4 separate regions of the Mus musculus genome follow, and regions 2, 3 and 4 are each linked to region 1. The links are chromatin contacts, called in public ChIA-PET, HiCAR-type and promoter capture Hi-C maps. All regions are on one chromosome and are shown on one strand. Each heading gives the region's core, a stretch centred on a gene start, on an enhancer-like site or on the middle of the called end of the contact. The rest is flanking DNA. Distances are from core to core; before and after follow the strand shown. Region 1 holds the start of Hikeshi (heat shock protein nuclear import factor). Region 2 holds the start of Sytl2 (synaptotagmin-like 2). Region 3 holds the start of Me3 (malic enzyme 3, NADP(+)-dependent, mitochondrial). Region 4 overlaps Picalm (phosphatidylinositol binding clathrin assembly protein).

Region 1 (2,511 bases), core at 7-2,506:
AAAGCTATTGACCAGGGTTAGCACTACCTCACCTCCACAGGAGCCTCCCATTCACTGCAGACAGAAGTCCATGGTTTCTTGGAACCACGTGTTTTTCTTAAGAGCAGCGTGTATAGAATACATTATCAAAAGCTGGTGAAAACGGAGGCGTGGAGCTCTCGCTTACCACACGTGAGGCACAATTTAACAAAGAGGTTGCAGTATTTAACAAAACAAGGAGAAACAAAACAAGAATAGCTCTAAAGAGAAAGGAGTCACGTCTCAAGACGGATACATCGCTGGTTTCTAAAGAGCAAACAAGATTCACTCTGGTTACTCCTCAACCACTCCCGCACTCATTTCATTTCATTTCATTCTAAGGCTCTGGCTAAGCAAGGGCATCTCTCTGACCAAAAAGAAAGCATTGTACTCGAATCCTTTAGTTATCACAGGTACGGCTCACACCTAAATTTCAGTCATTTCTATTAAGCAACTTGCAATTATTGTATTTTAAACTGGGTCGGTAAACTTCTGAAAGGGGGGGGGGGGCCTTCCAAAGACACCAAAAAGGAAAAACAAAACAAAACACCTTCATTGTCCGGAAAATTGAATTTTTCCGAAAACCACTTAGCTTTAGATTACAAATCTCAGCTTTACTTCTAAGTAGCATTATCAATTTACAAGAGTAATTACTACACTATCTACTGAGTGTACGTTCCTGAACAGCAAAGAGAGAAAGACTAGCTCACGAGTTACCACGGTTACGGCGAAATGCCGTACAGAAGGCTGAAATTAACAAGTAACTACAGCACTCAACCCAGCAGGTGGAACAAAATCCGCACTCAACAAAATGCAGTCACATCCTGACAGCCTCGCAAACACAGCTAAGAGTGGGGCCAGCGTCCCATTGCCCGTCCGTCGCACACGCCCAGGAAAAAAAGCACAATGACCAGGTTTCCCCGCGTTCCAAGCGCCGTGCACCGTGCCACCACCCAGCTCTCAGTCACCGACCCCTTCCTGCCACCGCCCGGGCCATCCTCACCAGCCTCCCCGCCACCAGGCAGCCAAACATGGCAGCGCCCTCGGCGCCTCTGCTAGGCCAGCGGGCACCTCAGGCCGGACACCAGGAATTCCGCAGCCACTGTCCTAATTGAACTCAAGAACCTTCCAGAATTTGCAGGAAGGAACGTGACCCTCCACTACATAACAACACAGGAACGCATCTGGGCCGGCGACCTCTGACCCTTCCTTCCTAACTTGCACGCCTCTCCGGAACGAGTACTTCCGGGTCATTACACCCATTTCCTCCTTCTAAGGTAGTAAGGAGGAGCTGGTATCGCGCTAAGACTACAAATCCCATAGTGCAGTGCGCCAGCCTCCCAGAGGGCGAGCCGGGAGAATTTGAAAGTTACTACTGATAGTACATGATTTCCGTGCCTGTGTGAGTCAAAGTTTCTAAAGGTGGTGCTGGGAGAAGACCTTTCTGGCGGTTGTGTAACATTTTAGGAGTAACAATACGCCTTTGCCAGAATCGTTTCACCCAGCCTCTCCTTTCAAAAGCTTAATGGGATAAATATTATCTCCGTTTTATACGGAGGGCAATTGGTTCGGCATAACCTGCCCGGAAGCTTGAAAAATTGATTTTTGGAGCGTAAATTCAAGTTGCAACCAACTTACTGCATTCTTCCTGACAAACATTATATCAAAAATGTTAATATATTTTTATCTCATTTTTATGGCAGTGTCTTATTACCTAGCCCAGGTAGACCTCGAACTTGTGCACTCCTTTCTCAGCCTCCAATTGCTGGAATTATAGGCGTGGACCACTAAAGCTATAGAGGTCCAGAAGTCCTTTTCCCCACTAAATACTAGTTTTAACACGTAGTTGTGTTCTTGCTTATATTTCTTGTAGTGCTTCACTTGTGCTTCCTCCCCGCCCCAACTAATGTGCTGTACAACTGTAGGCAAGCTATATAACAGCTTCATCAGTCAATCATCTGCAAACTGAGACAAATAGACCTATTGGGTTGCTGGAAGGATTAAATGATGAATTAATTGATAACTGCCACTAAGAATAGGGTCTGGTGCTGCTTAGGGAGTTTTGTTGTAAAAATGCCTTTTAAAAAAAATAATAATCTAAGTTTTCTCACTTTGGGGAGTTGTTTTCCAAGACAGGGTTTCTCGATGTAGCCTGAGCTGTTCTGGAACTCACTCTAGACCAGACTGGCATCAAACTCAGATCTGCTTCCCTCTACCTGCTAAATGCTACAATTAAAAGTATCTGATACTAGCTGGGCGTGGTGGCGCACACCTTTAATCCCACACATGGGAGGCAGAGGCAGGCAGATTTCTGAGTTCGAGGCCAGCCTGGTCTACAAAGTGAGTTCCAGGACAGCCAAGGCTACACGGAGAAACCCTGTCTCAAAAAGCCAAAAAATAAAAAAGTGTGTGACACTGCTGCTCATCTTTTGGGATTGGTGTTTGTTTGTTTGTTTTTATTCATTTATTTGTCTCTCTGTTTGTTTGTTTTTT
Region 2 (2,511 bases), core at 6-2,505, 360 kb after region 1:
AATCCACTTATCAGTGAGTGCATATTATATGAGTTCTTTTGTGATTGGGTTCCCTCACTTAGGATGAATATCCTCCAGATCCATCTATTTGTCTAAGAATTTCATAAATTCATTGTTTTTAATAGCTGCATAGTACTCCATTGTGTAAATTTGCCACAATTTCTGTAACCATTACTCTGTTGAGGGACATCTGGATTCTTTCCAGTTTCTGCCTATTATAAATAAGGGTGCTATGAACATAGTGGAGCATATGTCCTTATTACAAGTTGGAGCATCTTCTGGGTATATGCCCAGGAGTGGTATTGCTGGATCTTCCAGTAGTACTATGTTCAATTTTCTGAGGAACCACCAAACTGATTTCCAGAGTGGTTGTATCAGCTTGCAATCCCACCAACAACGCAGGAGTGTTCCTCTTTCTCCACATCCTTGCCAGCGTCTGCTGTCACCTGAGTTTTTTATCTTAGCCATCCTGACTGGTGTGAGGTGTCCTGTGAAGGTTCTATGCTCCAGTATAGGGGGATGCCAGGGCCAGGAAGTGGGAGTGGATGGTTTGGGGAGCAGGGGGAGGGGAGAAAGGATAGGGAGTTTTCAGAGGGGAAACTAGGAAAGGGGATAACATTTGAAATGTAAATAAAGAAAATATTTAATAAAAAAGGAAAAAAGAGAATATGATAAAAAAAAGGTATTGCAGGTTTTGAAGTGGGGGCCGTCTCTGGGAGAAGTTGGGGTACAAAAGGGAAAGAAGAATGTGATGTAAGTCTATTTATTCAAAATATGTTTTTAAGTGTTAACAAATTCAGATAAATTGAAATTATGTATCTTTTCTCGTCATAATGCAATAAAACTTAAATTAAGAAAGAAAGAAAGAAAGAAAGAGAGAAAGAAACTGATGGCCGGAGGGGTTAGAACATTTTGCTAGATTACAGGCACCTCTTCTCCCCGCATGGTGGTGACCGTCCCTACGTTTCAGATGGAAGGTATCCTCGACCCTCTTGCATAGGGACGTAAAAAAAAAAAAAGTGCCGTTTCCGTTCTTTTGGATAAAAACTCGATTGCTTCACTGACAAGTAGAGAAGGAGGCCTGGAAGGGAGAGAAGCCAAGCGCAGGGACCAGAGCACAGGAGGCGGCCCCGCAGGCGCGGGCGGGCGGGGCGAGCCCTGTGCTCCCTGGAAGGTCCCGCGCTGCCCTCCCCTCCGCCCGCCCCGAACAGCGGCGACACCTGGGTGGCGCAGCCGGCTGCGAGCGCTGGGCGGCAGAGAGAGGTTGGCAGCCCGGAGGAGGTAGAGCGGGCAGCCGGGGCTGCGGCGGAGACTCGGCGCGCGCTCTGGGTGTGACTTTTCTGTCTACTGGCGGTGTCGCTGGGACTGCTTTCTGGTCCTGCTCTGGGTCTTGGAGTAGCTGGAGGAGTTGGTGTAGAGAGAGATTTTTTTGTTGTCCTTGCTATCCTGGCTGCTACAACGTGAACCACCGGGGCGGCAACCAACAAGCTTCATCCCTCAGTTTCTCCTTTAGTTAGGAGTTCCTTCTGCTGCCCTCGCCGCCGTGTGTCCGCGAAGCTAGGGACACCAGGTAGGCAGTTGCGACGGAATTGGGGGTGGTACTTTGAAGGCTTGACCCCAGACCTGGGGCTGGAGACTGGCGGGACCTGGCTGCGGAGCAATCGCCCGCAGGGTGCTCAGGTGAGGAACAGCAGAGGTGCAGCGAAGGAACCCAGCTAAGCACCCCCCCCCCCCCGCGAACTCTAGTTTGAAAATTAACACATTTGTTTTGGGACAGTTTCCTCTACACCCAACCAGACCTCTTATCCTATAGAGTTAAGTCACATGGGTGGGATTTGCCAGCTTCAAACTGCAAAACCGCGTGTTTCAGGGTGTAAGACCCATCCAGCAGCCGTAGGAAGTGCGGTAGGAAGTGGGGTAGGAAGTGGGTCTCTGCGCTCACAGTGCCTCCTCCCCTTTCCTCCCTTTATAAGTCGTCTTTGGCTATGAGGGGCTCCATTTCCTGCATCGTTGAAAAGTTCTCATTTTTTACTAAGGGCTGGTATGTGACCAGCAGCTTCCAGGACGTGGGCTCTGGGTTGAGAGGGAGCCTAAACACACGCTTTGAATCACAGCTTTCTGACCCTACAGTCTAATAGCAGTGTGCAGAGGAAGCCTGGGTGGGGGAGAGGGGGCAGTTCAGATACACAACTGGAGGGTCGGCGGGGTCCAAATTGCTGTCCAGCTTTCTCTCTTCCTGACAACCCTTTCTGGCTAGAATGCTGGTCCTGCTGTCTGCAAGATGGAGAAGCCAGGACAAAGCAAGCTAGCTTAAAGTGGCTGAGGTCTTCAATCAGTTACTGGAGCTTTTTAGCACCCGGCCCTCAAACAACTTCTTTCATCTCTGCCCTTCATCATTCTTGGAGTGGCATACATTTGAAATCAGACTCTTGGACCCACTAAAAGTGTCCAGGAAGGAGAAGAGAGGTTCAGTGAGGGAGGAGGGGCGATGCTGATCTCTCTTTTACAGAC
Region 3 (2,511 bases), core at 4-2,503, 310 kb before region 1:
GGCTTCCAAGTTGACATATTAGGGGCAACCTCAGAGACGAGATGTGGCAGTTGTTTAGAAGATTGGAATATGATGTTCCCAGTAAAAGTGTTAGCAGAGGCAAAAGCCCTGAGATGGAGGTGAGTAAGACAGGGAAATGGGGAGAAGCAAGTCAGAGGAGACCTCAAGGACAGCACAAGGTGAAGTGGGATGAGATGAGAAGCTGGCAGGAGCCAGGCTGGGCTTAACCAAGGCCTCCTGACAACTTAGGAGTTATCCCATACACAGAGCGATGTATTTCCTTTAGAAGGAATCTCTTGAACACTAAGTGGAGGAAGTACACACTTAAATTCAGGGAGAAGTGGACATCAAGGTGTGAGTGACCTAACATCTATGGTCTATGGCTGGTTCCATGGGGTTCCTAGAAACTTACTTAGGAAGTGGGGAACGCAGATCAACAGAAGAGAACGTTCTACAAAGCAGGAAGTGTTCTGTACCTATATACATTCAAACATGGTCTCAACTGGTTTAAAAGAAGGCACTTACTGTGACTGGGATTTAAAATTGTATTTTATTTAGAAATTTTATTTACTGTAAAATGGATTTAAAATTGTATTTTATTTAGAGTATTACAGCTACATGTGGCTAATGGTTACTATACTGACAGCATTCTTGCCCAGGTCTTGCTCAAGAGGTGGGGGCATGCTGACCCTCAAGTGTTCTCCCCTAAGTGCCATTCAGACCTCTGGATAGAGAGTGCCAGGGTACAAAAGCACAAAAACCCTCATGTGGGAGGAAAATGAGCTTCATCCTGTCTTGTTATGAAGAGCCCCCGCGCATATCCTCAAGGAAAATCTGGTCCCGCAAGGAAAGGTTTGGAGACTGTTTTACTGAATGCATCAGTCCCGTGAGCTAGCACTGCCTGTGAGGTGCTGCCTTTGGCCAGAGAGTGACAGGGGACAGTAGCGCCTTGCCCCACCTGCTCGCAGTGGGACTGCATAGACTTCAGCTTCTCCAGTTAGGCAGGTAAGCGGAAGAAGGAGAAACCAAGGTTAACCACAGGTACTGAGGGTGCGGGGACTCCTTGGAGAGTATTCTCCCATATGGGGGCAGGGAGGCACGGGCTGTCATCCGCACGGGATCTGCTTTCTGGGCTTGCTTTCGCTTTGCTGGCTGAGGGGTGAGCATCGCAACCAAGCGAGGAGCAGGTGGCCTCGGACAAGGGGAGGAGGCTAGCGCCTTCCATCAGGAACCCCCAGCCTCTCCGAGAGCTCAGGTCCGGCGCCCTGCTGGCGCGCAGGACCTGGCTTGCCTAGAGGGCACCCCTGACCTTGGTCTCGCCCTGGTTCCAGGTCTGTGCCAGGGCTATGGGCGCCGCGCTGGGCACTGGCGCGCGGCTGACCTCCGTGCCTCGCATAGCCTGCAGCAGTCTTCGGCGCCAGGCACCTTCCGCGCCCGCCCAGGGCTGCCACTCCAAGTCTGGCCCGCCTCGACCCGTACCCCTGAAGAAGCGCGGATACGATGTCACCAGGAACCCCCATCTCAACAAGGTAATGGTCCGGGTAGGACGTTGGATCCCGTGGTTAGCAGGGAAAGACGCCCCGCCCCCTGGGCTTGGGACGAAACCTATGGCGTCCTTCCAGAGCCCTCTGGTTTTGCCTCCTGGATATTGCTCTGTTTGCTTTGGCCTTTTCGTCCCCCTCTTGACATGGAGAGATGTGATCAGTTTTACTGACCTTAATTTCCTCAGCAAAAACAATACAGACCCAGTGAGTATTCCCGATGGTCCCTCTGAGCTAGAGTCAGATTTCCAGCAGATCTTGAGGACAATTCATTTGACCTCCGTGAATTAAAGTATCTGTTAGAGATTTCTTAGGAATGTTGCAAGGTTTAAAAGGAAAAACAGGAAAACGGAGGCAGAGTTCTTAGCACAGACTCGGGCACCAATGAGATAATAAGTGTTAGCTAATGATATGGTGAATATCTGGGAAAACATGAGTCCGGAAGACAGAAAAGTCTAGAATTATAGAACTTTTAGTACTGGAAGAAGAATTAAAGATTTTAATTTAAACCAGTCCTGTAACAGAATGCAGAACAAAGGGGTCTTAGCCAAGGTGACCAAATGCAGATCTCTAATGCTTTGGCCGTGTTCAGCCCACTGCAGATACCTGCATATTAACCTAGGAGCACACCTCCTTCTTGTAGCAATCAAGTTTGTATCTTTGGTTCAGAGGATTGTGAGGAACAGAAACTGGAAGCCAAGACTCAAGCCAGTCCCCCACTCCCCACAATTCCTCGTGTTTAACTAGCAGGCTCAACGTTTTTCAGCCTAATAGTATGACCTCATTTGATTATTGTAAAAAGTTTCAAAACCACTGGATTTGAATTAATATTTAAGCTCTCATAAATGCTTGCTAAGCTATTACTGCAAATAAAATGTGAGAATAGTCCTCATGCAGGAAGTTCTCAAAAAATGTTAGTAGTTTCTCTGATTCAGGATGGTGAAATTCCAATGACACAACTTCTATGGAA
Region 4 (2,511 bases), core at 9-2,508, 260 kb after region 1:
TCTTTTCCTACTTATTATTATATAATATTATGAGAAAATTTACTTTGGGAATCAGATTTGGTACCATAAATGAAAAATTGATTCTGTAGCCCTTATTATATACCAGTTAATCATATAAAAAAATATTAGGAGTCTCATCTCTAACCTCTGTTGCTAATAAAACAAGTGTAGCGGAAGGCCTTACTTTCTAGGTTTTCTTTTTTAAAACCTTTATTTCTTGTCTTGTAGCCAGAAAGCATTAATAAAGTCTTGGGTGGCCAAAGTTTTACAATGTCGTCATAGTGAACTTCAGAAGCTCTGAGTGTATAGAAAGTGTGAGACTACATTTGTTTTATAGTGTATGCTAGAAAAGTTTGTAACTTTTTTTCCAAACCTTACTTTCAATGATGGTTCTTAAACGCTTTAACCTCCCTTGTAGCCCACCACCCACCAGAGGTAGTGGGAAAGGAAGGATATGGGGAAGTGAGTGGGCCTGTTTAGAAACATTCTTTGGAGCAGCTCCCGTCTGTGCTGTCTGGAAATTGGCAGTTCAGTTCACAGGTTAGCAGCAGTAGATCAATCCATTCCCAAACATTTCGTGGATCTGCCCGCAGTCTAGTTCGGTAGATTCGGGTCAGCAACAGCGGTGACACGACTTAGCAGACACAGCCAGACCTTGTCACAAGCCTGAGCTTGTCAGTGGGAGAGACCAGCAGGAACATCAGGAGAAGTTCTGTGTTGTGCCTCTCAGGAAAGTGAAGATCAGCTAAGATGTGATCTTTACAGCATTGCATGGCTAACTGTACCAGCAGGCCAAGCTCTGTCATTCTGTATACCCTCCAAACATCATGTATCTTCTGTGTGCCTTGCCTCAGCAGGGATCTTGCTTCAGCACATGCATTCAGTCAATCTAGAGTCCTCAAGTCCCAACAAAGGGAGCTTAATGTTAGCAAAGAATTCTTCATTACACATCCTTTCACATGTTTCTTTAGCCATCCTCTCTCCTGTGTCTGTTTCAGTGAAATGTTCCTTCAGGAGTCTACCTTAGTCTTTCACCTGTATCCATTTATTCTTTCATATGTTTGCCTCAGCAAAACACTATCCAACTGCTTTCCAAAGAACGCTTAAGTTACCACTTCAAAAGTTCCTTTGAAAGTTTCATAATCTCATTTAAAATATATTGTATTATGTCCGGGTATATTGCCTGAGTGTCTATCCATGTTCCTGCCTGATGCTTACAAAGGCCCAAAGAGGGCACCAGATCCCTGGAACTAGAGTTACACAGGTGTGAGTCATCATGTACGATGCCAAGCTGAGAATCTAACCGCAGTCCTCAGGAAGAACAGCAAGTGCTGGTTAACATTGAGCAATCACTTCAGCTCTGATAGCACTTAAACTTCTTTCTATAAGTTAAATATCATGATAGAATTGAGTTGAAATAAATAGGAATTTAAATTTAATTTTAAGAACCAAAAAGTTAACAGCCTTAGAGCCCGAAATATGTGCATTAAGAGTCTATTAGTTTCCAAGGGCAGCAGTAACAAAATATGGCAAGCTCTGTGGATTAATACAGCAGCAGAGTATTTACTTTCTGTCCCAGAGGCTGGAATTCTGAAGCTGTCCTCACATGGTGTCCTCTAGAAGAGTACTTATCCTTGCCTCTTGCTTCTCATAGAGGCAACCAAAGAATGGGACTGCCTTTAATAGAAAACTAATGGCATACAACACAGTATAGTATGTGTGTATTCCCATCTAGTAAGTAGATTTGGATGTGCCACTAGTGATCTGGCTGTGCTCTAAACACCCTGAGACAACTTACGGTTTCTGAGGCTGATTCTCTGGGATCTTGGAATAGTACTGTCTGTTATCGCTAAATATTTCTTGATGACATCAGCTTTAAGAGGATGTGTTTTATTAGTGTTACTATATAAAACACACAAGCTGAGTAATGTGCAGTGAATTGAAATTCGTTTCAATGGGAAATCCAGTGTCAGGCTGCCAGCATGTAGCTAAAGCTTTCTTGGTGCAGTAGAAGGGCAGTGATCATGAACACACAGCCTGAGGGAAGTTCCTATAATAATGAATGAACACACTGGTGTGTGTGTGTGTGTGTGTGTGTGTGTGTGTTCACGTAGAAAATGGTTGGTTGATTTAGGTGCTGAGAATACAGTCCAGTGGTCCAGCACTTGCCTAGCACTCTTAATTGTGAAAGGAAGGAAAGAAGAGAGGGTTAGACAGAAGGAATGGGTAGAACTATTAGTATCAGAATGTAGAACTCTTAAATTCCAACTACATGAACTAGACAAAAGGGCAATGGGTTCATTATTATAGAACTGGATTTGTTCTGTGTGTTCATGGTTTCTCCCCCCCCCCCCCCCAAACCCAACAACAGTTAATTACTTTCTGTTCCAGAGGGGTAAGGGGTGTGTGTATGTGAGAGAGACAGACAGACAGACAGGCAGGTGTCATGCACTGAAACAGCAGCAAAGCATATAACCTTTCATATTTCTATAGGTTGGATTAGTATGTTTC

The links. Promoter capture Hi-C pulls out the DNA fragments that hold promoters and counts their contacts. ChIA-PET counts read pairs in DNA pulled down with a chosen protein or histone mark. HiCAR-type assays count read pairs that join an accessible place to other places.
Region 2: a contact with region 1 is called in an RNA polymerase II ChIA-PET map of memory CD8 T cells, with 35 read pairs. The contact joins the promoter of Sytl2 here to the promoter of Hikeshi in region 1. A contact is called at or near these places in 1 of 39 promoter capture datasets (pre-B cells), 2 of 115 datasets of contacts at active chromatin or transcription factors (bone marrow-derived dendritic cells and memory CD8 T cells) and 3 of 9 other capture datasets (adipose tissue, liver and pancreatic islet).
Region 3: a contact with region 1 is called in a HiCAR-type map of fibro-adipogenic progenitors, with 2.9 times the contacts expected there. The contact joins the promoter of Me3 here to the promoter of Hikeshi in region 1. A contact is called at or near these places in 1 of 39 promoter capture datasets (the 3T3-L1 cell line), 1 of 115 datasets of contacts at active chromatin or transcription factors (fibro-adipogenic progenitors) and 1 of 9 other capture datasets (adipose tissue).
Region 4: a promoter capture Hi-C map of the C10 cell line shows a contact between it and region 1, with 2.9 times the contacts expected there. The contact joins the enhancer-like site here to the promoter of Hikeshi in region 1. A contact is called at or near these places in 4 of 39 promoter capture datasets (the C10 cell line, liver and pre-B cells), 2 of 484 Hi-C or Micro-C datasets (cranial neural crest and nephron progenitors), 5 of 115 datasets of contacts at active chromatin or transcription factors (embryonic stem cells and epiblast stem cells) and 4 of 9 other capture datasets (adipose tissue, embryonic stem cells, liver and 1 more).

What each region holds. Positions count from the first base shown.
Region 1 is chr7:89,939,948-89,942,458 of GRCm38.p6, forward strand. It overlaps Hikeshi (heat shock protein nuclear import factor), which reads right to left and starts at 1,257. Exons shown (of 5, transcript NM_026304.3): 1 at 1,022-1,257. The coding sequence starts at 1,051.
Region 2 is chr7:90,301,174-90,303,684 of GRCm38.p6, forward strand. It overlaps Sytl2 (synaptotagmin-like 2), which reads left to right and starts at 1,256. Exons shown (of 20, transcript NM_001368878.1): 1 at 1,256-1,570.
Region 3 is chr7:89,631,565-89,634,075 of GRCm38.p6, forward strand. It overlaps Me3 (malic enzyme 3, NADP(+)-dependent, mitochondrial), which reads left to right and starts at 1,254. Exons shown (of 14, transcript NM_181407.4): 1 at 1,254-1,529. The coding sequence starts at 1,347.
Region 4 is chr7:90,199,168-90,201,678 of GRCm38.p6, forward strand. All of the region lies in intron 19 of Picalm (phosphatidylinositol binding clathrin assembly protein), which reads left to right. Among named protein-coding and RNA genes, the nearest start is that of Ccdc83, 65 kb to the right of the region's middle. Within about 2 kb of position 1,259, at least 13 of the 459 cell types and tissues checked have an H3K27ac peak or open chromatin away from gene starts, as enhancers often do.